Linked DNA regions of Gossypium hirsutum: region 2 is linked to region 1. A link is a contact called in public Hi-C data. All regions are on one chromosome and are shown on one strand. The core of a region is the stretch at or near the end of the contact, and the rest is flanking DNA. Distances in the headings are between cores, read along the strand shown.

Evidence for each region. Hi-C and Micro-C count contacts between places; a contact is called where the count stands out from the background.
Region 2: a Hi-C map of leaf shows a contact between it and region 1, with 4 times the contacts expected there. The contact joins the promoter of LOC107900395 here to the enhancer-like site in region 1. A contact is called at or near these places in 18 of 34 Hi-C or Micro-C datasets (fibers, hypocotyl, leaf and 2 more).

Annotation. Positions count from the first base shown.
Region 1 is chrD06:52,793,044-52,799,224 of Gossypium_hirsutum_v2.1, reverse strand. It overlaps LOC107901866 (protein NARROW LEAF 1), which reads right to left. Exons shown (of 6, transcript XM_016828025.2): 6 at 4,962-5,907. The coding sequence ends at 5,492. Among protein-coding and RNA genes, the nearest start is that of LOC107901866, 12 kb to the right of the region's middle. Within about 2 kb of position 3,749, at least 3 of the 9 cell types and tissues checked have an H3K27ac peak or open chromatin away from gene starts, as enhancers often do. A contact at or near this core is called in fibers, where this site is marked.
Region 2 is chrD06:52,877,195-52,883,375 of Gossypium_hirsutum_v2.1, reverse strand. LOC107900395 (cytochrome c6, chloroplastic) reads left to right here and starts at 3,260. Exons shown (of 6, transcript XM_016826009.2): 1 at 3,260-3,487; 2 at 3,593-3,719; 3 at 3,853-3,947; 4 at 4,037-4,068; 5 at 4,132-4,195; 6 at 4,275-4,547. The coding sequence starts at 3,428. The coding sequence ends at 4,415.

The sequences.
Region 1 (6,181 bases), core at 2,500-4,999:
TATTCATAGTACTCAATATACATACATTCACATGACATTCATTTTATTTGTTATGCTTTCATAATTTTTCATCATGTTACAAACATAATTATATATATAAACAATAGTTCAACAAATCATAAACATATTCACTTACATATATATATTATCACCACTATATCATTACAACCAATAAAACTTAACCTACCTTTCATGAGATTAATCATTAATATCCTTTCATTTTATTTAGTTCAATGGGTTTCTTTTTAGGATTTCATATATAACTCAATTCATAATGTTCTATCATAGCTCATACATGCATAATTAACAACTTATCGTCTATGTTCTCCTATCAACAAGGATTACTTATTTATTTGTCATTTTTCACTAAACATCATGTAACGCCCCAAAATTTTAATTTTGGGTATTGTGAATGTATGACACAAAAATCTGTCAACTTTAGTGGTTATGTGTTCTGGGAGTGTTCGGGAGGTCCCAAGTTCAAGCTAGGACTTGGGAAAATTTTGGTATTTTTATGAATAAGCCCTATCTTTGGTCAGTATGCTTTTAAGTAAAAGTTGGCAAATAATTAATAGAATGGGTTTGTTAGTCTGGTGGATAAGTGGAATGTTGGTGTGTGAGAAGTCATGGGTTCGAATCTTTGGGACGGTAAAGGTTGTATTTTTGCTTCTAATTTTGGCAAGAGTTGTGCTGAACTGGGTTTCTGAGTGGTGGATGTGTAGTGGGAAGTGAATGAGCAATTTTAGGAGTGAATTAGGGGAGAATATCCAAAATCTGATCATTTTTTCCTTTTTCAAAAAAAAAGTCATTTTTCTCTTCATCTTTCCATCTCTACCGAATTTTTATTTTCTTTTCTTCTTTGCTTCTTACTCGATTATCTTTTCTTTTCTTTCCTCTACTGCTGAAATTCCCTTGTTCCCCATAAACCATTCTTTCCTCTTGATTTCATAGCGTTAAGCAGCACTTGTACAAATTCAGTAAGTTGTTGGGTATCATTTTAAGAGATTATTTTGTGTTCAATAGTATAATTTCAGGGTGTTGGCAGCAGCATTTCAGGAGGATTAAGGCTCTCCTCGTGATTTTCGTAAACGTACGGATTTAAAGTTTTTGTGGTAAGTGTTCATCGTTTTATGAGTAAGTATTTTGGTTTTGGGATTTTGATTAATTGCAAGGTAAGACTGATTATGGTGTTATTTGTTCAATTATAGGTTTTGAAGTACTCGGGGACTGTTTTAGCATCAAACAAAACCAGGTGTGTACCTAAAACACAAAAATAAGGGATTCAGCAAAAAGCCAAAATTACTTGTTGTTTGGCCAGCAGCAGTAAACTAAATTTGAAAATTCACCATAAATTGTGGAAATCGAATTAGAGGATGAAAAAGATATGGGATTAAAGATATTTGAGCCTAGTTTTTCATAGAAGAAACAAAGTAAGCAAAAGAATTTCATATTATGAGATCTTTGAATTTTAGTGAGATTGGGTCAGAATGATTTCGGAATCCCCTGTCCTGAATTTGAAAAATTATTAAAAATTGTATAAAAATAATTATGGGTTAGAATTTATATTTTAAAAATCTTGAATAAGCCTACTTTCAAGAGAAATAAACGAGAACATCATCTGAATTCTGTACGAGAAGATAATTAATTTTTAGTGCAGAAAGGTCAAAACTGTAAGATAGCAGAATAGGTAAAAATTTAAAGAATAAAATGTACTTATTGGCTAAACCAATAATTCTGAAATTTTTATGGTAAGAAGATATTTGAGTCTGGTTTCAGGAAAAATTTGTAGATCTTAATTCGAAATTCTATAGCTTAAGATACAAATAATTTAGTAATAGTGACTCAAGTAGACAGCTTTGAAGGATCATATGAGTAAATAGTGGAAACACATATGAATAATTAACGAGCACGGGTTACATTAAAATGGATCACGAGGCCAATGCCAATTTGGGTCATGTGGGCCACACGGGATTGTGGGCCCACACGGACGAACATCATGGGCTTGTAGGCCCATTTTCACTGTTTGACTGATAATGTTGCACGAGTCGCCCAAGTCGATTGTGAATCTACTGTAGGGTCGGTAAGCTTACCTAGACCCCTAATTGACTGAAATGACTGTATTACTGATATGATTAAGCCTGATGATGTCCCACTGATTTGCTACTGTATACCCTGTTTAGATGCATGATGTTATGTTATAGCATGCCATATTTGTATATTGCATTGCATTAGGTTGGGGGATTATAATATTCGGAGGAAGTGTACTGAAAGGCCTCGAGCCTAATTTACTGGTAGCTCAGCTGAAAACTATTGTCTAGTGCCGCATTTTGTACTACTTGGAGTGTAGGGATGGGTGGGTTGATTATATCCCCACATGGAGTGTAGGGTTGGACGGAGATGGTGTGTAGAGGCTAGATGGGTAGGATTTTTGTAACTGCATATCTGTTACTGCTACTGATACTGTGATGGGCTAAAGCTCTACTGCATGACTGTTTTTGTACTCAGATAGACTAAGGCCCAAACTGGATTGATACTGATACTGAAAAGGGCTTAAGCCCAAACTTTGATTATTTGTTTACTGTCTGTTCATTTGTATAGGGATTACACACTGAGTTTACGTAAACTCACCCCTTCTGTTTAATCTGTACAAGTAATCCCCAGATTTAGGCGGATCGGTGCGATGGAGGACTCAGTGGTGGCCACACGACTTCTTTTACACTGTTTATTACCTATTTATGATTTTACTTTTATTTTGGAATATTTTGCTGTAATTATGGCCCTTACGGATTTTGGTTTAAATTTGGTTTTTATACGGTTTTATGATTTAAATCTGCTAGTGTTAGGTAAAACTCGGGTTTTTAAATGAAATTAATGTATTATCAAAAATACCACGAATACGCAAACTATTTAAAATCTTCTGCAATAAGAAAACGTTTTGAAATTGAATAACGATTTGTAAATGAATAATGTTTTGGAAACGAACGACACGATTTGAAATTAACATAAGATAATGAAAAAAATAATTAAATAAAAAAGAGGATTTAGCAGCGACATATTTTTCGAAAAGCACTATCTTGTGACATCGTCAGATTCTGCCATAACGTCTAGGCTGGATCTGGGGTGTTACACATCACCAATTCAATTCAACATGGCATAACACATTTATTTACCAACTCTTCCATATTCAATTTCAACAAAGCATAAATCCAACTCATCACTATTCACTAGGTGCAATCACATAAGCATGGTATACATGGCATTTGTTACTCTATCATCATTTAATCCAACACTTACCATTTAAATGCTTATTCAACAAGTACATAACATGATCAAAGCAACAATTAACACCAATCTTTTCACAAGCCAAAATATTTAATTATTTTATGCAATGAAGTCAAATTACGTTAGCACAAACCGTATTCGTTGTCCGTCGCCCATTTTTGTCTTTATCCCCCGACGTTCTGCCAGTGTTAGTTTCTCAAATCTAGCATATAAACTTATACTTAAACATGTTATACATACTTTTCACTTTATTCCCTTAAAACTCTAATATCTGAAATTCTCGTATTTTACAATCTACCAATTAAATTTAAATTTAACTTCGTAACTATACACTAGGGACCTCAAACTATCAATAAACATCATTTTAATCCAAGTTGTCATCTCTATCATTTTAATCCTCAAGTACTCATCAAGGGTTTCTTTAATAATCACTTAATCAAACTTCGTCTCAACAATACCCATTAGCTACTCGACTCATTTTCACCATGATCACAACTTAAATATACTAATTACCCATGAAACCAAACTTTCTCATCTAGGATTTTCAAAGTTTCCATCCATGTTAACTAATTAAAACTTTATTAATTAGAAATTCCAATGCTTGGGCCCTAATTATCTAACATCATTAACTAATAATCTAACAAAATTCAAGACAAAAAGCTTCCTAACCTTGAAAATTGATGGACGGCAATGGAGAAACCTTTGGAGAAAAATTTTCGTCTTTTTCCTCGTATGCCGTTAAGAAAGAATGAAAATGAGCATCATTCATTCTTTTTATTATACTAACATGCATATATAATAAAAATAAGAATTATCTCATCTTATGGTCATCAATCAATGCATGAAAATGTTGGTGTATTTTAATGGCATGGATTAATCCACTCCACTAACCCATTTTATTTATGGTTTATTTGCTCTCAAGTCCTTGGTGTAATTATACTATGGGAACTTACTTAATTCCTCAAATCAGTTCTTCTTAATTATGTTGACTTGGAACTTAGTCTTGTACTAAATTAAGTAGTAATTCTAATTCCTAATTTTGTAATCATCACATAAATTCCTCGATTAAAAATTTCAAGATTAGCTCAACTCAAGGAGTTTAATCTTGAAACCACATTTTTCTGATAATTATGAATATTGAGTTGTTACACATTGAATATGTTTAAATATAAAATTGACCGTCAAACTATCACTTTTCCCACTTAAGTTTTTTTTTTTAAATGTGGTCATAGGTGATGCCTAAACTATTAATTTTGTGTCATTTTACCCCAAATTACAAAACCAACCAATAAAAACATGACACGTGTTATATTTTTATTAGATGTTGTACACTTTCGTGGGTAAAATGAAATGAAATTGATAGTTTAAGTATTCCTTTTGATAAAAACCACCAACTAAATAATGTATTAATTTTTTAAAAGTGATTTACACAACAGAAAGAAGAACAAATACACTCACTAAAGCCAACAAACTGGATTAAAACTCACACATGACAACTGTACAAGGTAAGACTCAGATACCTACACATATTTAGCAATAATATATTAATTTTTGTTACACAATATTTATGGATAGTGTAATAAGAAAATCTTTTCCATAATGATAGACTACGTGCTAAGCAGGATAAACCTTGTTTGAAGCTTATTGTATTAATAGAAAATTTAAAAGAATGCCTTAAAAGGTTGAAATTTGGTTCATTGGAATAACGTAATGATACATCCAAACCGTAAAACATGAAGATTTTCATGTATGAGGATCAGATTCTTTTGTCCAAAAGAAAATCTGACTTAACATCAAATCTATGAATTTGGACTCAATCAGCCGGTTTAAAGAAATACATATTTAAGCAGCAATACAGAATCAATAAGTTAAAACTACAGATCTTATGAATTACAAGCAAAATTTTTCAAGAGAAGAAACAAATAAATACGTATACCCAACCGAACAGAATCCTATTCTTTTAATTACTAGCAACCCTATCCATGCTTCTACTTCTTAGTAGCAGTCCATAATTCCCACTAGAGTACTTTAACCAAAAGATTTGATGAGGAAATGATAATAACTTCCCCTGGACCTGCTAAAAGAGGTGAACCTCAATCTCCTTTATGCACTTCCACACTTCACAGTTATGTTCCTGTCAGTGGTCTGGCCTGATTGTTTTCAATAAGATGATATCTCCAGCCAATTTCCCTAGACTGGCGAAACTCTCTCACTTCCATTCTTTCACGATACACAACGAATCTGAATATTTTCTTCTCTTTGCTTCGGGCTCACCTAACTGAAGTGAAACATAAATATCCTTATCTGACCCGTTTCTTAATGCTGAAAGACTTTTAGAGTCTGGGTTCTCCCCTTGGTAATGATCATGAACTGAAGACTTCCCATTGAAACTTGGAATAAATTGGTGTTCCACATTAACTGCTGCTTCATCCCTATACTTGGTACCCATGATTGGTAGTATGAGACCTTGCTGAGGCTCACCTTCAACTTGCTGGATATTTAAATTAATCGGCTCAAAGTTCTCATCAAGTTTATCTCTGGATGGAACTCGGACCAGGGGAGAAGACTCCCCAACTGTAGAATCAATCCCTGCTGCAGAAGCACTTCTTTGATCTTGTACAGCAGCTATGTCAATAAGGAAATAATAGAGAAAGTCAAAGCCAATGTAAAGAGACCTGATGCAAAAAAAAATTAACCATAAAGGTAACATTGGCCTTTATTCACTTTCTTCCTTTCTCTACCAGAACTTTGTTTAGCTATGATACTTTGCCTAAAATACTGCATTTTGTGTGACTTTCAAGTCTAAATAAATAATCAATGATTGAAAAATTAGAAGAACTAAGCCACATCAATACTAAAAACTGGAATCTAACCTTTTGCAATAAATTACCACTTGACC
Region 2 (6,181 bases), core at 2,011-4,510, 85 kb before region 1:
CAGCTTGTAATGGATACGCTGATTTCATTGAAATTCCTTTGAGGATTCCATTTCCAGCCATGTACATCATCTAAGTCATTTTCCATAGGTGGAACGATGGTTGCAATAGTATTCACTGCGTCATGAGAAATTAAATGGCCGAACTGGGACCAATCCCAACCCCGTTCGAATCTACCATTGATGCGACCAGAGTAAAGCTAGAGGCATCGATATTTTGCTGCACCGCACTATTAATTAGAGATCCATGATTCGGCAACCACTTATCTTTCTGAAAGTCTACATGCTGACCATTTCCAATGGTCCAAATTATACCATCACAAACATTATTTCAAGTCTTACAAATTCCTTTTCAAAGCCAAGAACAATTCTCACTCGGAAAAAAGGAAGAGTAGCTTCCCATTTATATTTAGACGGTAAGATCTGCACCCATAACTTATTCTTACTTAACACAAGATGATAACCAATCATCATCAAGAAAAAGCAATTCAATTCCTCCATTCTTCTAACATCGAGTCCCCCTTCTATTGTAGGTCGAGATGTCACGGGGCTAGACCTTTCGTCTTGCAATTCACGGGCTTTAGGCGATTTCTTCGCTTCAAATGCACCTAAGTCAGCCTAACTCTCGCAAAGTGAAAATCCCCACAGAAATTCTTTAAGGCATAAAAGTATAGCGAAAATAAACTCGAACAAAAAAGCAACAAAGAATAGAAAAGTCAAAGGAAAATAGCGCACTAATTGTTTGAGTAAATACTTTCAAATATACTCAACCTATGAATGAAATAATTACAAATGAACGGAAGACCTCTATTTATAGTTGAGCTCCCCAGAACCAACTGGATTTAAAATTTATACAATCTTATTTCTCTAGGATATACACTATTTACCCAGGTAACTTTAATTTTACTAGATTGTTTTACTAGGCCACCAAGGTCTTTAGTAGATGAGCTTCTCCATGGATTTCATGAATCGAGCCACTTTATGTGAGTTAAATGAGCCTTATTTAATAAGTTGACTTGTATGAATTGTTTTGTGCATAATGGTCACAGGCTTTAATCTACGACCCATAACAAAAACACATCTTCCCATCTCACCAAATTTAGTATTCTACTTTAATTTTTGGAATTTAATCCTAATGCTCGAATGGTTTTAAAATTAAAATAAAATTGACTACACTTTTATTAAATTTCTATTGATTTTAAATATACAACATTTTAATATTTAAATGTTTGATTTAAATAATAAAAATTAAGTGATAACACATTCAAATTTAAGATATATATAAATTAACAATGTTTTCGCTTAAACTTTATTTATTAAAATAAAAAATTGATGGATTGCATTCTTAAATTTAAAAACAAGTAAAGAGATTAAATTTTTAAAATTAAAAGTAAAAAAACTAAATTTAAAATTTTTAAAAGTATAAGGATTGACAGGAAATTATGCCTTTTTTTCTCCCAATCTCTCCAACCCAAACGAGAAAAACGACCCTGCTAACGTGTCATTTGAAAGCTACACTTCTATAATACTGTTATTATTCTTCTTTTTATAAATAGTTCTAGATAATAAAGTTTCCCGTGAAATAATGAAATCACACATATATTCTCTAATTCAATATTTGTTAATTCTTTTGTTTAAGAGATAACCTCATTCATTTTACAACCTCTTTTTTCATCAAAATCGAGAAAGTCCTCTTGATTTAGTGTTAGACGACATATAATTAGTGAATCGGTATGATCCGTAATTATCATATTCGATCCACCGAAGAACACGGCATGACTAATTGAGTGATTGATTAGATTCTTTACTCAATTTCATTTCATCAGACTATGGACCTTTTATGTTACCTATTAATATAAGTTATTTTTTACATTATGATCCAACCACATAATCCAACTTAGCATTAGTTAAATATTAAGTAATTAGTGAATCAATACTTATTTACATTTTTCTTTGCATGCAAAAACTATTAAGGATAATTATAAATGATGAAATTTTATTAAATCAAATTGTTCGAAAAATTTCAAGTACAAATGATAAATAAATTACACTTAGTCCCTTTCCCTCGTTATTTAGTAAAAGATACCCATTGTTTCTTTTGCTTTTGTTATTAAACATATAGACTTTTCAACTTGGAAAAAATAAAACTTCATTGATTTTTTTCTTTATTATAATCAAAACTATCTCTGTTTTTGCCTTAATAATAAAAATAATTGGGAGAAATTTATTTGCATGAAGAAATTTTCATCTCTGTTTTTGTTTTCATAAAAAGATTTGGGTGTTAAAAAAATTGAAAGATTCTAAAAGAATATTATTTGAGTGTTGATTTTGATTTGAAAAAAAGAAAAGAAGAATAGTTTTGAAAACTATTTTTGAGTTTAGTCACTAGATTTTAAAAGAGAAAAGAAAAAAGAATGAAGGTTTGAAGGAAAATTAAAAGGATTAAAAAAACTTTGTTTTAAAAATATCAAATTTAGGTAATTGGAATTCGGAAATTTTGATTTGAATTTATTGGACCTAAGTTCTCGAGCGCGAAGAATATGAAATTTTGCTATCCCATTACATATATTGGTATTACGTTAGAAATGTTTGTATCCAGTAAAAAATTTAAGTATTCGTTAAATTTTTTTTTTTGGTCCCTGTTAGAGATTTTGGCAGTCGGTTAGAAAATTTGGTGTTTGTTAGAAATTTCAATATTTGTTAGAGATTTTGGTATTTATTAAAGATTTTGATATTTGGTTACAAATTTTGGTACCCGTAAGAGATTTTGGTTACAAATTTTGGTATCCATTAGAGACTTTGGTATTTGTTTACAAATTTTGGCAACTATTAGAAATTTGGGTATATGTTAGAGATTTCAATATTTATATGTTAGAGGTTTCAATATTTGGTTAGAGATTTAGAAATTTTGATTTTGGTCTCGATTAACAATTTTAGTATTTACTTAGAGATTTTGGTAGTATCACGTTAGAAATATTGTTATAATGTAAGAAATTTTGATATAAGCTATGGTCTTCATAGACCGGAGATAAAAGAAAATTTTTGATATATCAAAATATCTAAAGATATTCCTTATAAATGTTGGTATGTATTAAAAATACTGGTATAACATTAGAAATTATGATGTGTTTAAAAATCTAAAGATTGGTATTAATTTGATAAAATCTTGAAAAGGTTGTGAGGACAATATCAGTATAATTTGTAATTTTAAAAAATCTTGGTAAAATATTTTAAAAATATTCATGATGAAGGGATTTTGATGTTTGGTCAATTTTAATCCAGCCCAAAATAGAAAATGGAAGAATTGGGCCAAATCGCTGGGCTATATTATTTCACTTTGAACTGATTAGCTTGTCTTCCATGACCTGGGGGCACTTCGATTTCAATTTCAATTTCAATTTCAATTTCAGACAACTAAAACACAGAGAAAATGGAGATTCTTTCTGCAGTGTCTCCTTGCAGCTACGTCCCTCGTTGTCTCCTTGTAAAGGTAATATGTTACCCTTTCCATTCTCCTTCTTTCTCCATTGTGTGCGTCTATGAATCATATAAGTTGTTGCCGACTGAGTGAATAAAAAAATGAGGGTTTCCAAAGGGTAATGCAAATCAAGCTCCTTCAAAGCTCAAACATGTCGAACAAGTTAAAATACCGCATTTCAAGAACATGTTTCCACCTCTTGTTGCTGCATTCGTGGCCTTATCTCCTATCTGCAACACCCCAGGTACCCAATCCCACACAATTCATTGCTCTCACTTTAACTGAAACTACCCAATTCATTGCTTAAAACTATCGTGATTCTGATTGTTGAGGAGCATTTTCGCTTAGTTAATGTCATATCTTTCTCATGGATGCAGCTATTGCACAAAGCGTAGATATACAGAGAGGGGCCACATTGTTTGGACAGGCCTGTATTGGATGTCATGATGGAGGTGGAAACATAATTCAACCAGTGAGACACTTTTTTGTATTTCATCGACTATAGATGATCATTGTTTCTATTATTTCCTCTCTAATCCACCCTTCCATGTTCATTTTTAGGGTGCAACACTCTTTACAAAGGACCTAGAAAGGTAATATGTTCTTCTTGAATTAGATATTTTCAAAGCTTATTTGATTGAATGACTATCCTACAGGAATGGGGTTGTCACTGAAGACGATATATACCGTATCACATACTATGGCAAGGGAAGAATGCCTGTAAGAATTTACATAGAAAATTGAGATCCTCCTTACTGTATCTATCATTTTTATGATGATTTGTGTGGTTTGTTTGAAGGGGTTTGGCGAGAGCTGCACGCCGAGGGGACAATGCACATTTGGACCACGTTTGAAGGAAGATGAAATCAAGCTCTTGGCTGAGTTTGTGAAGTTACAGGCTGATCAAGGGTGGCCAAATGTAGCAAGTAATGGGGATTGATTTCTTGTTTTACCTCTAACTATCCAAACAGATAGATATACATCCATTCATGTTTAAGGCTTGATCTGGAATCTTGAATGAAATCAAACCTTGCCCATTTCATAAATGTAATTGGAGGAACTGTTATTATTAGATAGTAATTAGGTCCTCTTATAATCATAAGCAATTCTAGTTCTCTAATATAATATAATTACATCATAATTAAACAATCATATAATTTTAAACTCTAAACAAAAGTATTAATAATACTTGAGAAAAAAAATTCTTTAAACAATAAAACTTAAAATCAAATCATCGTATGCAATATGTTAGTACAAGTGTCACGAGGCTAGACCTTTCGTCTTGCAAACCGTGCGGCCTTAGTGATCCGTTTGCTCCAAACTCGCCTAAGTCAGCCTTTACGCCCAAAAGTGAGAATTCTTTAGAACTCCTCCAAGGCACCCATTTGTAAAGCGGAAACGATTGTGCCAAAAGAAGAACAACAAAGAATAATAAAGAACAACAGAAAGAACACTCGCAAAGTGTTTGAGTAAATGTTCTCTATTCTCTTATTCACAAAGAATAATGAAACAATGAATGGAGTGAGTACAACTGAGGGGGAGGCTCTCTATTTATAGTTGAGCTCCCCCAAAACCGACGGTCAAGATACATTTACATCGACGGATGAGATTTAACCATATCCCTTAAGTTTAGGGATTTACAAGATAAGCTTTATCAAATCTAATCTAATCTTTACAAGATATGATCTTCTAAGATTAGTTACCATATTAGCCCATTTCTTACTTATCGGGCCAACTAGGCTTCAATCTGACAGGCTTCTCCAATAGCTCTTTGAATCGGGCCAGTTCTTGTAGGCCAAATGATCCTCATCTGAGTAATAGACCTCCATTGGATGCATTTGGTGCGATGGTCACGGGCTTTAAACTGCGGCCTATGACATTCTCTCCCACCCATTCTCGCAACGTCCTCGTTGTGACTTCCGAATGGCACTGACTTGATTTGCCTTGGTCTCATCTTGACGCCTTAGCTTTTCCCTTCCTTCGGGACTTTTGCTTCGGCTTATGTCGTTTCTTCACTCGAACCGTCCTACTTTCGATGACAAGAAGTTATGTCACTCGCTTGTCCACATTCTAACTTTGCTCGAATAGAATCCTCGTGATTCGCCACCCTTGGCTTCGCTTTGTCCACAGTCTCTCGGCCTCTTTGTTCAAGAACTTCAAAAGGGCCCTACGTTCTTGCCAAGTCAACGAGTTAGAATGCAAAACACTATCACAGTGTTCCGAATGTACCTTTGCATTTACTCTGGTCAACTGTCCCACATGCATCACTTCTTTTTCCTTGAAGTCTGATGCACCACCCACCTCTCCCATAGGTGGAAGCCTTGTCGATGACTCGGCCAACTCCGACGCTTCATTCAACTTGAGCCTCATTGGTCCCAGCTTCACTGTTTTCATTGCAACTCTTTCCTTTAAGTCCGATGACAAACTCATCTCTTCCTTGGGTGGAAGCCCCTCCGATGACTCACCAAGCTCAGGCGTTGCCTTTCTTTTAACTCCGGCTTGCTTTGGATAGTTCCGCAACTCATGCGGACCACGGCACAAGAAGCACTTTAATTGCTTTTTTTGCTCCTCTTTGCCCTCTTGGCTTCGGCTTTTCCCTTGCTCGAACCAAGCTTCTTGGGCTCCTTGTCTACTCCATCGTTCCCCTCGATGACAGACTTTCTCGGACACTTCCGCAACCTATGCAGACCATGACACAAGAAGCAC